Linked DNA regions of Anas platyrhynchos: region 2 is linked to region 1. Evidence: chromatin contacts called from public Hi-C data. All regions are on one chromosome and are shown on one strand. The core of a region is the stretch at or near the end of the contact, and the rest is flanking DNA. Distances in the headings are between cores, read along the strand shown. Region 1 holds the start of RPL30 (ribosomal protein L30). Region 2 holds the start of MTDH (metadherin).

Region 1 (7,364 bases), core at 1,965-4,464:
AACAATGTGGAGATAGTATTTATAAAAAAGTAATGCTGATGGTTGATAAAAGTATTTTTAACTGCATTTTTGCTAATTGATACGCAGTATGGTTATGATAATTATATACTTGTCACTAGCATTTACAAAGCCAGTACTAGAGCGACAATCTAGTCCTGGAGGACACAATGCACAGCTTTAATATAGCGAATGTCTAGCCTCCCCTGATCACGAGAATATCAGGACAGCGAGAATATTCGCATTGCACTACACAGAAGGAAGTTTCAGGTGCAGTTCTTTATCTTACAGTTAGCTTAACATAAAGGTCTTAATATATGTCAGCCAAAAAAATAAACCTAAATGCAGTGTTTTAAAAACAAAAGTTTTACCTATTATTTTTATACAAACAAGCTAACTAAAGGTTTCTAAAGAAACAGTGAACTCAAACTGATGTCACTTGGGGAACATTTGATCAAAGTTAAAAATCATTAAATCCGTATGTATGCATTCAATTAAGATACCTTCCATTGTTCTGTTTGACCAAGAGTTAATTAGATTCTTCTCTAGAAGGCTCAGGAAATAAGATAGGAAGTCCCCTAATTAGCAGACTCTACAAGGAACTTGAACAACTCTGAACAAAGAGTGCTACCAAGCCATAGCAATTACACACCAATTTACAGTTTTATCACTTAATATGATTTTCAGCTCTGGTACCGGACTAGTATCCACTTGCATGTTGCTTTTTCTTTTATAGTTCACCCTGGGAAACAAGGCAACTCATAACCCAGCAATTTGTTTTGCTGAGATCCTTTGTCTTGGATTAACGAAGTTCAAATCCAATTGATACAGAGAACAGGTGACACAAGCTCATGTCCTAGCAGTGGTCTTAGGCACACGTCCCATTAAGTTGCTTCCCAGCCACTGAAAGAAACCTCATTTACAGTGACAGGTAAGCTCCCAAGGTTTAACAGTGAACGGAGCTATATGCAAATGTAAGGAAGAGCAACTAAGTTCTAAGAACCTAGGACTCTATAAACAGAATACTAGGCAGAAGAAATTGAGAATGAAGCCCAATGGAAGTTACAACAAAGCTACATCACACCTGCGTGTTACATACTAGTGAGTAGCAGTGCTTGGAGAACGAAGGAACCACTGATACACACCCGTCTGGGTCATTATACAGCAGCAGACACGTACCTGGGTCAATGATGGCCAGCGTGCACACTCTGTAGTATTTGCCACAGGCTGTACCCAACTCAATGTTGTTGCCGCTGTAATGGTGGACACCGGTCTTTGCGAGCATAGCGTAGTACTCAATCTCTGATTTTCTGAGATTCAAAAACTTGGTATTAAAGCACTGACAAACAATTCTGATCAGCCATAATACACCAGAAGCAGGGCTAACTCCAACTGCACTTAAACCCTACAGTTTTCCTTCCCTCCCAGAAAAAATCATCTTCTTGAAAGCAAATGTAACAGTGCCCTATGTTAATTCTGCATCTACACTTTCTTTAACCTGTCAGATACTCCTTAATGACAAAAAAAGGCCCCAAAAATTCAACAAGGAACATGTCAGGAGATGGAAACCACTAAAGACTTTGTTCTCAAAAGAATTATTTCTACGGCCAGGAGCTTAAAGTTGTAACTTAACTTTGACAGCATTTTTTTTATGCTTCAAATATATTTTAAATCAGTGTCAACTACCAGTTTTTCCTACCTGTAAAATTATTTCCCAATATATTACTTTGAAAAAGCAGGGACTGGGTCACACTACACTTTCAGTGAACGCTATCACGGTGTGAAAAAACTTACAGTATATTCTCTAATGTGAACTCTTGGTATTAGAAACCTAAAAAACAACTGGGAAGAATTTTACTGCGTCCAGACCTGAAATTTGTATACACCAAACAACCCACCATGTTTAATTCATAGCAGCAAGGAACAGGCCAACAAGCTACTCTGTATTACCAATTCACATGAAGCACATGCTGTATTTATACAAAGCACTTGCCTTAGTTTAAAAAAAGTAATAATTCACACATCTGCTTACCTCAAAGCTGGGCAGTTGTTGGCGAGGATGACCAGCTTGGCTTTGCCCTGCCGGATCATTTTCAGAGTCTGTTTGTAGCCTAGCACATATTTACCACTTTTCATAACCAGCTGAAGCCTAGAGTTTATGGACTCCAGGGACTTTTTCTAAAGAAAAAAAAAAAGCACAAAGCTTTATCATATGCTACTTTGCCTTTCACAAAACGACATAAGACTTAAGGTGAAGAAATTTTAACTACCAGCAATCTTTTCATTATATATTATTTGGAACGTGGAATAAAGAGCCAGCACAGTATATGATTGTGGGTAAGAAGGATGCTTGCCCAACTTTATCAAAGTACCTCTTACCAGTTACACAGGAAGAAAGCATTACTGGTGCTGCCTACGTTAATCAACTGCATCGTGGTGTAAGCAACGTGCCTTTGCAAAGCTCAGCCAAGTTGAATCGATATCCATACCACCTCCACCCTGCAAAGCTGAGCTAGGCTCGGCGTGTGGCACTTCCCAGGGCACGTGTTGACAGCATTGAGCAGACAGGCAAAGCCAAGCAACCGCATGCTAAACGAGCAGCCCCCCCAACAGGAGAACGTGGTGCTCATGCAACAGCGAATGCCACCACCTATGAAGAAACCCGCATTTGCTAGAATAGACTTGAAATCATAGAAAAAAGATAGCAGAAACACAAAGTTTGAGCTCCACAGCCCTACCACCCACACCAGGACCACAGCACCAGCTCCCCTTTCCTCCCCATAGCACAGGGGCCCTGTGAGCAACCTGGGATGCCCTGGGAGGGGGGGGGGGGAACCGAGCCTACAAGAACCGGCCTCAGGCCGTGCCCCCAAGAGGCCCCCAAAGTCCCCTCAGAACCCCCCCGAGTCCCCTCAGAGGCCCGGCCGCCGCCTCACGCGGCCACGCGGCGGCCGGCCGCCACTCACCGTCTTCTTGGCGGCCACCATGTCGCTGGCTGGCGTCGGCTGGGGGGGGAACTGGAACACACAGAGGCCGACCGGGGGTCGGGTTAGCGCCCGTTAGCGGCCCCCCGAGCCCCCCCGCGCCGCCCGGCCCCGGCCCCACTCACCGCTGAGGCGCCGCCAAGATGGCCGCCGAGAGCCAAAGGAAGGAGCCGCGGCACGCGCCGCCTCTCCCCGCCGCGCCAACTCTCGCGAGAGGCGCGAACGCCCGACAGCCCCGCCCCGGCCCCGCCCGACGGCTGTCAATCATCCCCCCGCGCGGCTCCCATTGGCTTAGAGCGGTCAGGGGGCGGGGAGAGGGGGAGGGGACGTGAGGGGGATACTCTGGGAAATGGCGGCCGCGCCTCAGCGGCCCGTGGTGGAGGTTCTGCACGCTCGCTCTCCTCATCGTGTCCCTCATCCCCAGCGCCTTACGGTGCCCTGTGCTTTACGGAGCGATTTTAAACGCCTCTGTTTTTACCCTCGCAGTCTCCGGGAGGCTTCATGCGCCGCTCAAGGAGGCACAGTGCAGAGGAGAGGCCCAGGCGGCCTGCGTTTCCCTGTGAGGAAGGGGAAGGGACAGTGTGGGCTTTGGAAACAACTCTTTGAAAATACCTTTCTGAGCACGCACTACTGGAGAATACAGCTGGGATGTGAGAAAGTTACAGCTGTCACAGCGTTGTCTGTAGGTTCGTGCCCAGTACAACCTACCAATAAGCACACAGAGTCAGAATCCACACAAAGGTCTTTTACTTAAAAGCTTTGGGACTACAGCAGGTCCCGTGGCGCTGCCTGGCATGGGATGATCGTAGAATCATAGAATCATTAGGGTTGGAAAAGACCTCCAAGATCATCTGGTCCAACCATCACCCTACCACCAATGTCACCCACTGAACCATGTCCCCAAGCACCACGTCCAACCTCTCCTTGACACCCCCAAGGGACAGTGACTCCATGATAGATTATCACCCCACAGATTTCCTTCTTCCTTACATTTCAAATACCAGCAAGCCACCGCGCACTGTAGCACCAAAAATATTTAAACAAGGCCATCAGTTTTATAAGATGTTCCAGAGTAGCATAGAAAGTGGGGAGAAGCAGGCAGCATGGGTTCAGGTGATGCCTGCCTGGACACTGTGGGGACTGAGGGAGCTGGGGTGTTATTTTGGGGTGTTCCCTTGTGAAACCCTGCAGCAGCTGAGAGGCCCAGTCTGTCACAGAGGGCTGGCCCAGGACGCTCAGGGATGAGCCCAAGTCTCTGTACTCTCCACAGCACTTTGTCTAGGAGCAGATGCTTTCTCTGTCCAGTCTGACACCTTCCATACCAATGCTCACTGCATTTCAACAGCACCCTAAGGACTGATGGTATACCGGAGAAGGCATCCACCATCACGGATCTTTGGCACCTCTGCATGCCCAACCCATCTCTGATGCAGAGGTGATACTGGCTATGCTACCTCTAAATCTACAGATCAGCTGAATCATGCCTCGTCCACATTCAACCCTCTTCAAAATTATACCGTTCGCTGATAGGAACATCAGGACAGGGAAGTCTGCTTGCAGTACAGTAGCTCTTCTGCTGGTATGACTTCATACACCTAGGACATACTGCATCATGTTCGTCTCAACGTATGTTTTATGGTGAAATTACAAAACTAGCATAAAATCATTTATAGATTTGCCTAGGTTGGCATAAGCATGGGAGAGCACTGTATTTGTTGGCTTTTGGAAGTTTGATGCCTTTGTCAATGTGGGTTATGTAGCAACATACTGAAAAGCAAAGCCAAAACATACTGGAATCAGTTACAGTAGGATGCTTATGTGAATATACTTTATTTTGATTAAGAAAGGAATTAATTTCTGGAAATATATTGAATGCTTTTCTACTGGCATGAATGCCTTCACACAAGTTTTTTTTTTTTTTTTTGGTATATAGTCACACAGCTTATCAAATATTTACAAAAATAAAACCTTTTCAGTGGGAAGCAGCCTTTGGTCAAAATGCACACCATCATCCCAATCCTGTGTAGAAACTAGGTGACAACTTCAATTTTTAGCAGACCAGTTTAAGAACCTAGATAAAAATCCAACCTGCTAACATTAAGATGAAAATGAAATAAAGGTATATAAGGGGAAAAAATCACCAAATTCAGCTGACCTTAAATTTAACAACAGAAACTCAAATATTGGTCTACCACTAGTTGAAAAGTCCTATGGGAATAATTACTAGATTAAGCACATATAAATAGTATATGTACTATTTAAGTCATAATAAAAAAAATACATTTTGATGGCTTCCCGTAATCCAATTTCACTTTTTGAAACAAGTTCATTTTTAGCCCTTTACAGAGCATAATTAAACTAATCTTGAAGCATATTTCTAACTTTTATTTGGCAGCTGTGTCTCATTCTTTTCTTGTTCCTCTAATTCTTTGTGTCCCAACACTCAGGTGCACTGCTGTTATTCCTACAGCCTAGTTGTACCTTCTCTTAATTCTTTAAATTTTTACCTAGTTGTCTGTGGTCATCTCAAATATTCTTCTTGCAATTTGAAATTACTCACAAGTGACTGTAAAACTCAGTGGGCCTAGTGAATTCCTCAGTGCAGTTGTTTGAGTATGCCAAGTCTTAATGGTATCTTGCAAAATCTGGGAGTCCTGCACAGCTCCTGAAGAGGGAGCTGTTTGTAAGGGTACTCTCTGCAACCTCAGCTCAAATAAGGAGAAAACGTAGTACTTCCCTTAAAAGCTTGTAAACTAGTTCTTTCCAGTGATATGTTTTTACAGAAAACAAACAAAGAAATGCCTTTCTGAAAGAACTTTCTGTCAGAAACCAGTCACTGGGACCCAAACTGTGACACTAATTCTGGATATGGGGGGAAATAGAGTCAGAAATAGGCCTTTGCACTTGTCCCTCACACCCCAAATCTCCCTTCTGTGGTCATACAGGCATCTTCTGAGAGTCTGTGGTTCATAAAATGTCTCTCATAAAGGCAAAGGGCTGTCTCAAGTCAGATGAAGTCAACACTAGTAGTAAGAGAAGGCTTTGGCCCCTTGAAAATTCCTTAAACAATATTACATGGCCACTAAAAATCAGTCAGCAGCTTGAGTGCATGTGCGTTTACGCTGCACTGTTCCGGAATCAAAGCATGGGGAGGGCACTGAGGCTGCATTTGGCACACAGGCCAAGTGCTGTTCCCTCTGCAAGGGTGCTGTGCTTCCCTCCATGATTAGGCCATGTTACAGCAGAAATAAAAGAAGGTGACAGAAGTAGCAGATGCCACCATTTCCAACAACAACAACAACAAGTTTCAAGGTGAAGAGAACCAGGGAGCAGCTGCCAATGTCAGGAAAAACATCATTACTTCTCCCATCAAGGTCTTCCTGCCCTAAAGGAGCCATCACAGAGACATCCATCCCTCCTGCTTGCCCCAGTGGCCAAGCTGGGCCAGAAAGATCAACTTCTTCAGGGGTGAAGCTGGTCTTTTTTTATGGTGAGGGTGACAGAGCACTGCAATATGCTGCCCAGGGGGGTTGTGGAGTCTCCTTCTCTGGAGACTTTGTAAACCTGCCTGGATGTGTTCCTGTGTGACCTGATGTAGGTGTTCCTGCTCCAGCAGGAGGATTGGACAAGATGATCTTTCAAGGTCCCTTCCAATCCCTAATTCTCTGTGATTCTGTGGTTCTGTGAGGTCTCTCACCACCTTCCTCTTGTGTGTATGTAATCAGGTTCTGTAAGAAGACACCAGTTAAAGGTATTTGGAGGCATAAATTAGGAGCATGAAAGACATAGGAGAGAAGTTGCTGGTGGAACACTGGCATAGCTAAAAAAATGAAGAGGAGCTTCATCATTCGTGACCTGGAGGAAAATGCAACAAACTCAGCATGTGAGAAATCCTAAGTGATCTAGAAGATGAAAAATGTGCAAGATCATTAAAACAAAACAAACAAAAAAAAAACACAACTAATTTCCTTTGAGTCTGGACACGCGATCACAAATTACTGAGTCATGGCGGGATTGACAGTCTAATTGTCCTGCTTTGGCTGGGATCATAATTTCATAATACATCAGCTTCAGTAGAGATGGCAGCTAAAGGAGTTCCCACCCTGAGCCTTTTTTTTTTTTTTCCAGAGTTGTTTTTTACTTGAGCCAGTGATTCATTTCATAATGCCATCTCAGCTGTACTGACACAGGCCATGGGATGACAGGTCCTGCTGTGGGTGGGAATGAGCTGGGACCTGGGGAGGAGAGAGGCAAAAGGCAAGGCAAGAAGCTCCTTAGGCTGCATCACCGACGGCCAAAACTATGGCATAAGCAGAATGTGTACAGGCTTGAGGAAAGCCAGGCAAGTAAACAGCTTTTGCTTCACAGTGGGGGCTGGCTAGG
Region 2 (7,364 bases), core at 2,080-4,579, 190 kb before region 1:
TTCTGCAGCCCCTTTCCTTCCCTAGTGCAAAAAGAGATACAAACTTTGTCTGTCCCCTGTCCCTAAGCCTAATTTTAGCCTGAACTCTGAAACCCATGACCAAGTTCTCAGAAGAGGAATTCTTCAGCAATCCTTTTTCAAGTTGACTCCAGGTGGAGCTCTAGACTCTGCCCCATTAAAACTCCAGCTTAGTCTGAATGCAAAGCATGGGTTGAGCCTTAGCTCCAAATTGTGTTAATGGCATACTGTGATCACCTTAAAGTAATTTGGGGACATGATGTATGTGAGATAATACAGCAGCCAAATCTTGTCCAAGATTTGTCAATTTCCTGACATGAAATAAACCTTACATTTGTTTTGTTGGGATTCTTTCTATCTTCTCTCTTTAAATGCTGAGAGGCTTAATTTGCTTCTGCTATATCCACCTGGCTTCTAGCCTAAAGAATATCCAGAACTGCAAGGACATACGGCTTCCATGCTCATTTATGATAATCATAAAATTTCGTTGAATTAATATTTTTGAAGCATTCATTCTTCTTTTTCTACATATCATATCAAAGAATAGGTGCTGAGATTTAAATATTTTTGGGCAGCTTCTGTATATTCCTTCATAAAACTCTTCTGACAGCTCAAATTTTGTTGAAATAATTTTCTGTTTAGGCTTAGAGCTGTGGAAAGGTATTATACAGGGTATGCTTAATAATGGTTGTAAAATAAGGAAGGAAGAAGAAAATGAGGAAGAGAGATTACAAAAAAAAAAAAAGTTTTATCTTTATTCTTTCTGGCTCTGTAATTGTATTCTCTTTTGTAATGAGAATAATCAACCTTCTGCTCTGATTCTTTGGAGAATGATATAAGAAACATTTTATATTCCTCACTGCCAGAAAGTGTCCTTAGGATACCTTTGGTCAGATCCATTAAGAGACTTGAAGATTAACATTAAACTGCTGTTTGTATCGAAATTAGTATGAAATAGATTGCTTGCTTTATTTGATGTTTATAGTCTCAGTAGTATGTTCCTGCCATTTTTAATGTTACCAAAACACAATCTTCCTGCTAAATATTTCAGTGACAAATTTTATGTCTCCTTATTGCTATATCACATTAGCTCAGAATAAAAAAATAAATTTCAGATTCATTTGTTTCACCATCCCAAGCAAACTGAAAGAGGCTATGTTCAAGGCAGATCTGCTACCTTTTTTACACAAATCTGTTTCCTACGACTGCGCTGCTATTCACGGTGGTGCCACTCGGTGGTGCCACGGGGCCACAAAAACTTCATCTGATCTTAAATTCAACCGCTTATATTTTGCAACAGAGAGTCATCAAGTTCTTGCAGTGTTTTCTTGCCTATGCAAATTTAGAATTAACAAAATCTATGTTTTGTTTATTTGTTTTTTAAATAAATAAAATAAATAAATCGTAGCCAAACAATGCTGTAAAATTTGCACGTGCTTTTCAGATAACGTATTTTGTACCAAAACTACATGATCACTGTTCTGCCACCCCTATCTGTGTAAGGCAGTATCTAAAGTAAGCAACTACTTACAGAATAAGAATTTATTTGGCATGTTAGGGGGGCTCAGTTGTGCAACTGCCTGCACCATGATAGCTAACACTTCCCAATACATGTGTATAGTCTATGCTAAAGCATAAAAGCACAGAAGACAAAGTATTAGGGCTTTTAATTAAGTTTACCTTCTAAAAATATACAACCATCTATTAGTAAAGTGTTCTGCCATAGAAAGTTGCTACAACTACTTTCAGCAATACCTTTCATTCCAACTTAATTAGACAAGTAGCACTTGACTGCCTGTTTAAAGGTGGCATAATAATAATAAAAAAATCTCAAGGGCTCTTTTGAAATACTTTACAAAGAACTCTATGAACTTTTTAAACATAAATACTTGTGCGTGAAAAATATACTGACATTACAAAATATGGCAAAGTTACCAGTATACAAAAACAGTGTAAGCTATCACTGTGCTATTTAAACAAATGCTATTTTACTACATTTCAGATTTCAAGAATCCCATGCAGGCTTCTTTCTGCCAGACTATGAGAGATGAACACCCCTTGGAAGTAATGTTGCAAACTGAGAGAGTGGGACATGCCGTTAGCTTCCAGCAATGTCCCAATGCAGAAGACTAAAGCTGCAGTCACTGTAAAGCTTCTCGACCGTGTCAGCTCCAGGGGTCCGACATCTAAAATTCCACAGGAACCCTCGATGCTCTGAGACCAAGTTTCTGAAAAATAAAAATAAAATCAGGACATGCATTCGGGATCAAATTTTTGAGAGCTCATTTTTCAAGTGCATGGATAAATTAAGTTTTGGAGTTCCAGTGGTATTTTACATAAAGCTCACTAATTCATTCCACATATTAAGCCAGCTGTGGGAGTTGAGATCTTAGGAAATAAGGCACTTGGAAAGCATCTACGTTGTTACGCTACCTTGGCTAGTATATTTCGAAATTGCACGGATTTTTCACTGTCATGTTTAAAAACCTTCTCTGTGAAAGAGAAGGCCTCTGGAGGTCCACAACGCGGGCCTCTGAAGCGGGACGGGAGGCAGCATCTCCCTGCCCGCCCCAAGAACCTGGAGGTTGCCTCATGGCAGCTTTGGCTGCTCCTTGTACCCGTCACGCAGGTACGTGCCGGTTCGCATGTTCTACGTGGGGTGTGCGAGGCTCAGGACCAGAGGTGCTCGCGCTGGGGCGGCGTTGCACAAGCACCAAGGCCCTGGGGCTTTACGTGGTTTGGGGAGGCTTCTTCAGGAAGGCTTCGCCCTACAAAAGCACAAAACCCCCGCTGACATCTGCAGGCCGAGAAGAAGCGGGGACAGCTGTGGTGTTGCTATGAGCAGAGACAACCCATTAATTACCACACACACTCCTCTTCAGGGGGACTAAAGCAGCATGAAGGTGCTTTAACACCGGTGGAAAGGCTGCTGACGGAGGGCTCGCTGCCTTTCTCCCTGCCTCCCTCCCTCAGCACCACGACCCCCGAGCCCCTCGGAGCCCCCTCGGAGCCCCCTGGGCGCCTCCCCCCCGCCGCCACCGGGCGGCGCCCGGCCCCGCTCGGCGGCTGCCACGTCGAGGCCGCCTCCCCGTGCTGAGGAGGAGGAGGAGGAAGGAGAAAGAAGAGAAGAGGAGGAGGAGGAGGAGGAGGAGGGGGCGGAGATGGCGGCGGGGCGCTGACGTTGCGGGGAGGAGGAGGAGGAAGGAGGAGGAAGAGGAGGAGACCCGGCTGCCTCCGGGGCAGAGGCTGCCGCGTCCCGCGGAGGCTCCGCGTCCCCCTTTTCCTCCTTCTTTCCTTCCTTCCCTCCCCACTCCTCGCCCCTCAGCGGGCAGGCGGCGGCCGCGATGCGCTCGGCGTGAGCGCCCGCCTCGGCTCCGTGTTACCCCCCCCCCTCCCTCCTTCCCCTCCCTCCCTCCACGTCTCCGTGCCCGTGAGGGGCGGCGATGGCCGCGGGCAGCTGGCAGCAGGCGGCGGCCCAGCAGGCCGAGGAGACGGCGGCCCGGGTGCGGGAGGCGCTGGCGGGAGGCCTGGGCTTGCTGCGAGCCGAGCTGGGCCTGGAGCTGGGCCTGGACCCGCACGGCCTCCCCACCTGGCTGGCCCTGGGGCTGCCGGCCGCGCTGGGGCTGGGGCTGCTGGGGCTGCTGCTGGCCCTGGTGTGCGGCAGCGGCCTCCGCAGGAAGGCAGCGGGCGGCCGGGCTGAGAGGAAAGGCGACGAGGCGGCGGCCCTGACAGGCAGCGGTGGTGGTGGCGGTGGTAGTGGTGGTGCTGGGGGGCCGGGCAAGGCGGCGGGGCAGCTGGGGCTGAAAGGAGACGAGCAGAAGAAGAGGAGCAAGAAGAAGCTGCCCGAGAAAGCGGCGAGGGTGAGAGGGGGAGCCGGGGAGTTGGGGAGGGTGAGGGCTGAGGGGGGGGGGTGCAGGCGGGGGGTGTCTGCTGGGATCCTCTCGGCTGCCAGAGGGGGGTTGGAACACCAAAGAAACAGCATTTAGGTGAAAATGAGGCTTTTTTTCCTCCTGGAGAAGGAAGAGAGGTCTCCCTGCTTCTCCCTGCTTCTTTTCATGAAGCTGTGGGTTATGTCTGCACACCGTACTGTTGCATTTTTACTCTCAATATTGTCTTTTTACTGCCAGTCAAAACCTTACCAGATCAGGAACTGGTAGCAGAGACCTTACCGTGGTTCAGCTTCTCAAGGCAGGAGTCTCAGCCCAGGCAGGTACAGGCGGTTCGAAGCCTCGTAAAGGCTGCGATGATTCAAACTTGAGTAAGGCTTGCTGCTGCGCCTTTTCGGCAGGACACGTTAACACCAGGCGTGTGGTGAATTTGCCTCCCTAGGAACACGCCTGGGTTGTTACAGTAAGGATCATCTCCTTTAATAAGGAAATCTGTCTCTCAGCAGCCCCTTCAAAACAGACCGTGGCTGTCTTTTGTTTTAATCCTCGGTCTGTGATGTAGGAATCGTGTGTCTTTGACAGTGTTTTCATGAGAAAATCAATTGAATGCAGAAATTATCAGCTGTCCTTTTCAAGCTTCCATTATCATAGTTTTGGGACTTGAAGGGATTGCTTCAATAGCTTTTATGTTGTTGGTATGTTTGTAATCCTATTTACGTCCAAATGGATTATAGGAATGAAAGTGCAGCAGATGTCCCCTGCCTTTTACAACTATGTCTTTTAATTATATAGTGCGAAATTTAATATGAATTGTTTGCCTAATGACCAGAAAAAGGAGGTACAGAAAGGGGTTGTACCTTCGTTTGGTTCTGTGGCAATACTGAGACTTGAGAAGTTTTGTTTAAGATATTTTAGCCTTCTCTCCATTAAAAAATACAAAAGTCTGTATATAGCACCAAACTGTCTTTGAGCAGTGAACTCCTGAAACTCAGTGGAGCTGATTCTGCAAGTTGCAGTAGGCTAATAACTAGGCACCAAGAAGAGGAAGCACTGTGATTCAGAATTTTTCAAATGTTGCTAGGTCTCCATTTTGAAGAAGACACGTTAAAGATGCAGTGTTTTGTTGCTGTCCAGAAAGGGACATCCTCCAAGGCCTAATAGATCTGTTATGCTTTCTAGAAAACAGGCTAATCCCAGAAATAATCCAGATTTTTTCATATTTTATTTAAACTCCAGGATAAAAACAAAACACAAACTCTTGCAAGTCATCTTTGGAGACACTGAAAAATGCCTGAACAGAAGAGAGAGTGAAGAAATAGATACATTATTGACAACGTTCTGCAATGTAGGGCTTTATAAAAGCAAGCTTTGTGTTGTGTATAAACTTAACTAGCTGACATTTTCAGTGAATATAAATACTTGTATTGTTTCCAGCTTGGTTTACTCAGGCACAAAATAGCAGAAGTGAAGGCTATGGAAAAGCAAATAGTTTCATAGTCAAAAAAGAGTAAAAGAGTTTTTCAGCTGTCAAGATATCATTCTGTATTCTTAAGATTTGGAAAGTTATTTTCGTATTACTTTGTATCCATTATTTCAATGCAGAGATAAGATTAAAAAAAAAAAAAAACTTTACAGGAAAGAAAATGAAAAAACTGAATCATTAACTACAGTGCAAATAAGTTTGTATCAGCAGTGAAGTTAAATAGGCCTGCCTCGTGCTCGTTATCCAACATAAGTTCACAGGGACCTGTATTAGCACATTCCAAGATTTTCTGACTTGTTTCACCATGAAAAACATTTAAAATCACATTGGAAATTGAGAGAAGCAGCAAAAAGTCCTACCGAAGGCTGTGTAGTGGTTTCATCTTGTATTTTTGTACGCTCGTGCTAATAATGAGGTCTGTGAGGGAAAAAGAGTAAGCCTATTATCAGTAGATTTACCAGAGGGTTTGCTATGCCAGGGTCTAGATTTCCATTACAGGCATTACAGAAAGCTTAGAGCAACTGGTCTGGAGCATTAAAAAGCACACTGCAGATGTCTAATTAAAAGCCGTAGGGTTACTTTAATGTAGGGTTACTGAGCTCATTGTGGGGCGGGTGATGTACGCTCTCATCAGTCAGGATCAGAAATGTTCTCCACTGTACCAAGAGTATTATTGCTTTGTTTCTTGTCTTTGGGTTTATTTGGTTCCTTCGTAAGTACGGTACAATTTAACTGAGGTTTTTAGTACGATGTGGAGTTGAGTAGCAGGGAGTTGCCTGGATGCTGTAGTATCTGTGGTGTTCTGTTTATTGACTTGCTGTGGGTAGACTGAGATCAAATGAATGATTTAGCGTTCATGAGCACTAAGTTCAGAGAGCCAGTCCTGGCTTCCTCCAGCAGCTTGGAGCAAGGTAGCGTCATGGTAGCCTCACTTCAGATTCTCTCTGTAGATGTGCAGTAAACCTCAAGCCCTCTTTCCTTAGCTCCTGGCAGGGGAGAGAGCGCTTTGTCTTCCATCTCAGAGCTCTTTAGCCCCTATTAAGATTTTTTTCCTTTCCAAAAATCTCTTGATCTTTGATTTTAGTTCCTTTCCCTTATGAATAATTCCTGCGCCTCTCTTCTGCTTTTTAAATCTTCAGAAGAAAAAGGTGAAACTAATCTTAACATGGTTTCTGTACAATCTGGAAAACATCATCGAAACTTAAGAGTAAAATTCTTCTGTATTCAGCTACAGCTTATAGAAAGCCATTCATCCCTCTATTTATAGATGCAGAAAATACCAACCTGACAATATATTTCCTATTGTTTGAAGTACCCCCGACCAGTATAGGCCACGCACTGAAGTTTAATTTTGGTACAAGCTTTGGCATTCATTTGAGAACGTGTCTTACTTGGCCTCCTCCTTCAAAGAACTTTTCAGGCTATGCTTATTATGCTTAGAAATAGACTGCATAAAGACTTTTTCATACTTCTAACTGATACTCACGTGTTGTACCTGTCAAACTGCAGCAGTTAGAAGGCTGTAGGCTTGTCCAGGGCTTGCAGAGAAAATTGCTTAGTTTCTGTCTTAAGAAAAGCTTGCAGAAAATAGTAGTAAATGGATTCTTTCATTGGCCAAAAAAAAATGTAAGTAGGTGTAGCTTTGTAATGTGTAACCAAGGACTTTGGCTAATATGGCCTTGTAAAAATGTTTGATAGCAATTTCATTACTGCTTTTTGCAATGTGAAACTGAGGTATCCGTAGCATTGTACTGTATTTAAAGAACAATAAGTTTCATTTCAGCACTTAATGTCAGCACAACCTCTATTCTGCTTCTGGATTACCTTAACTCCCTCAAAGAGGAATGTGTGTGGAAAAAGGGTTGTTTAAACATTGGAGTTTTAAGATCAGGCAAGTCCAGGAGTGTGTTCAGAAATGAATATTGTTATTGACAGCAGTATTTCTGCTGTCACATCTTCCCTATTTCTGTTAGGAC

What was found. A called contact is a pair of places that touch in the nucleus more often than the background predicts.
Region 2: a contact with region 1 is called in a Hi-C map of subcutaneous adipose tissue, with 2.6 times the contacts expected there. The contact joins the promoter of MTDH here to the promoter of RPL30 in region 1. A contact is called at or near these places in 6 of 8 Hi-C or Micro-C datasets (F1 follicle, liver, skeletal muscle and 2 more).

Annotation. Positions count from the first base shown.
Region 1 is chr2:22,970,831-22,978,194 of IASCAAS_PekinDuck_T2T, reverse strand. RPL30 (ribosomal protein L30) reads right to left here and starts at 3,214. Exons shown (of 5, transcript XM_027452502.3): 1 at 3,107-3,214; 2 at 2,964-3,014; 3 at 2,030-2,175; 4 at 1,177-1,307. The coding sequence starts at 2,984. It overlaps LOC113842986 (small nucleolar RNA SNORA72), which reads right to left and starts at 242; the gene lies at 108-242.
Region 2 is chr2:23,161,749-23,169,112 of IASCAAS_PekinDuck_T2T, reverse strand. MTDH (metadherin) reads left to right here and starts at 3,329. Exons shown (of 12, transcript XM_038174335.2): 1 at 3,329-3,878. The coding sequence starts at 3,462.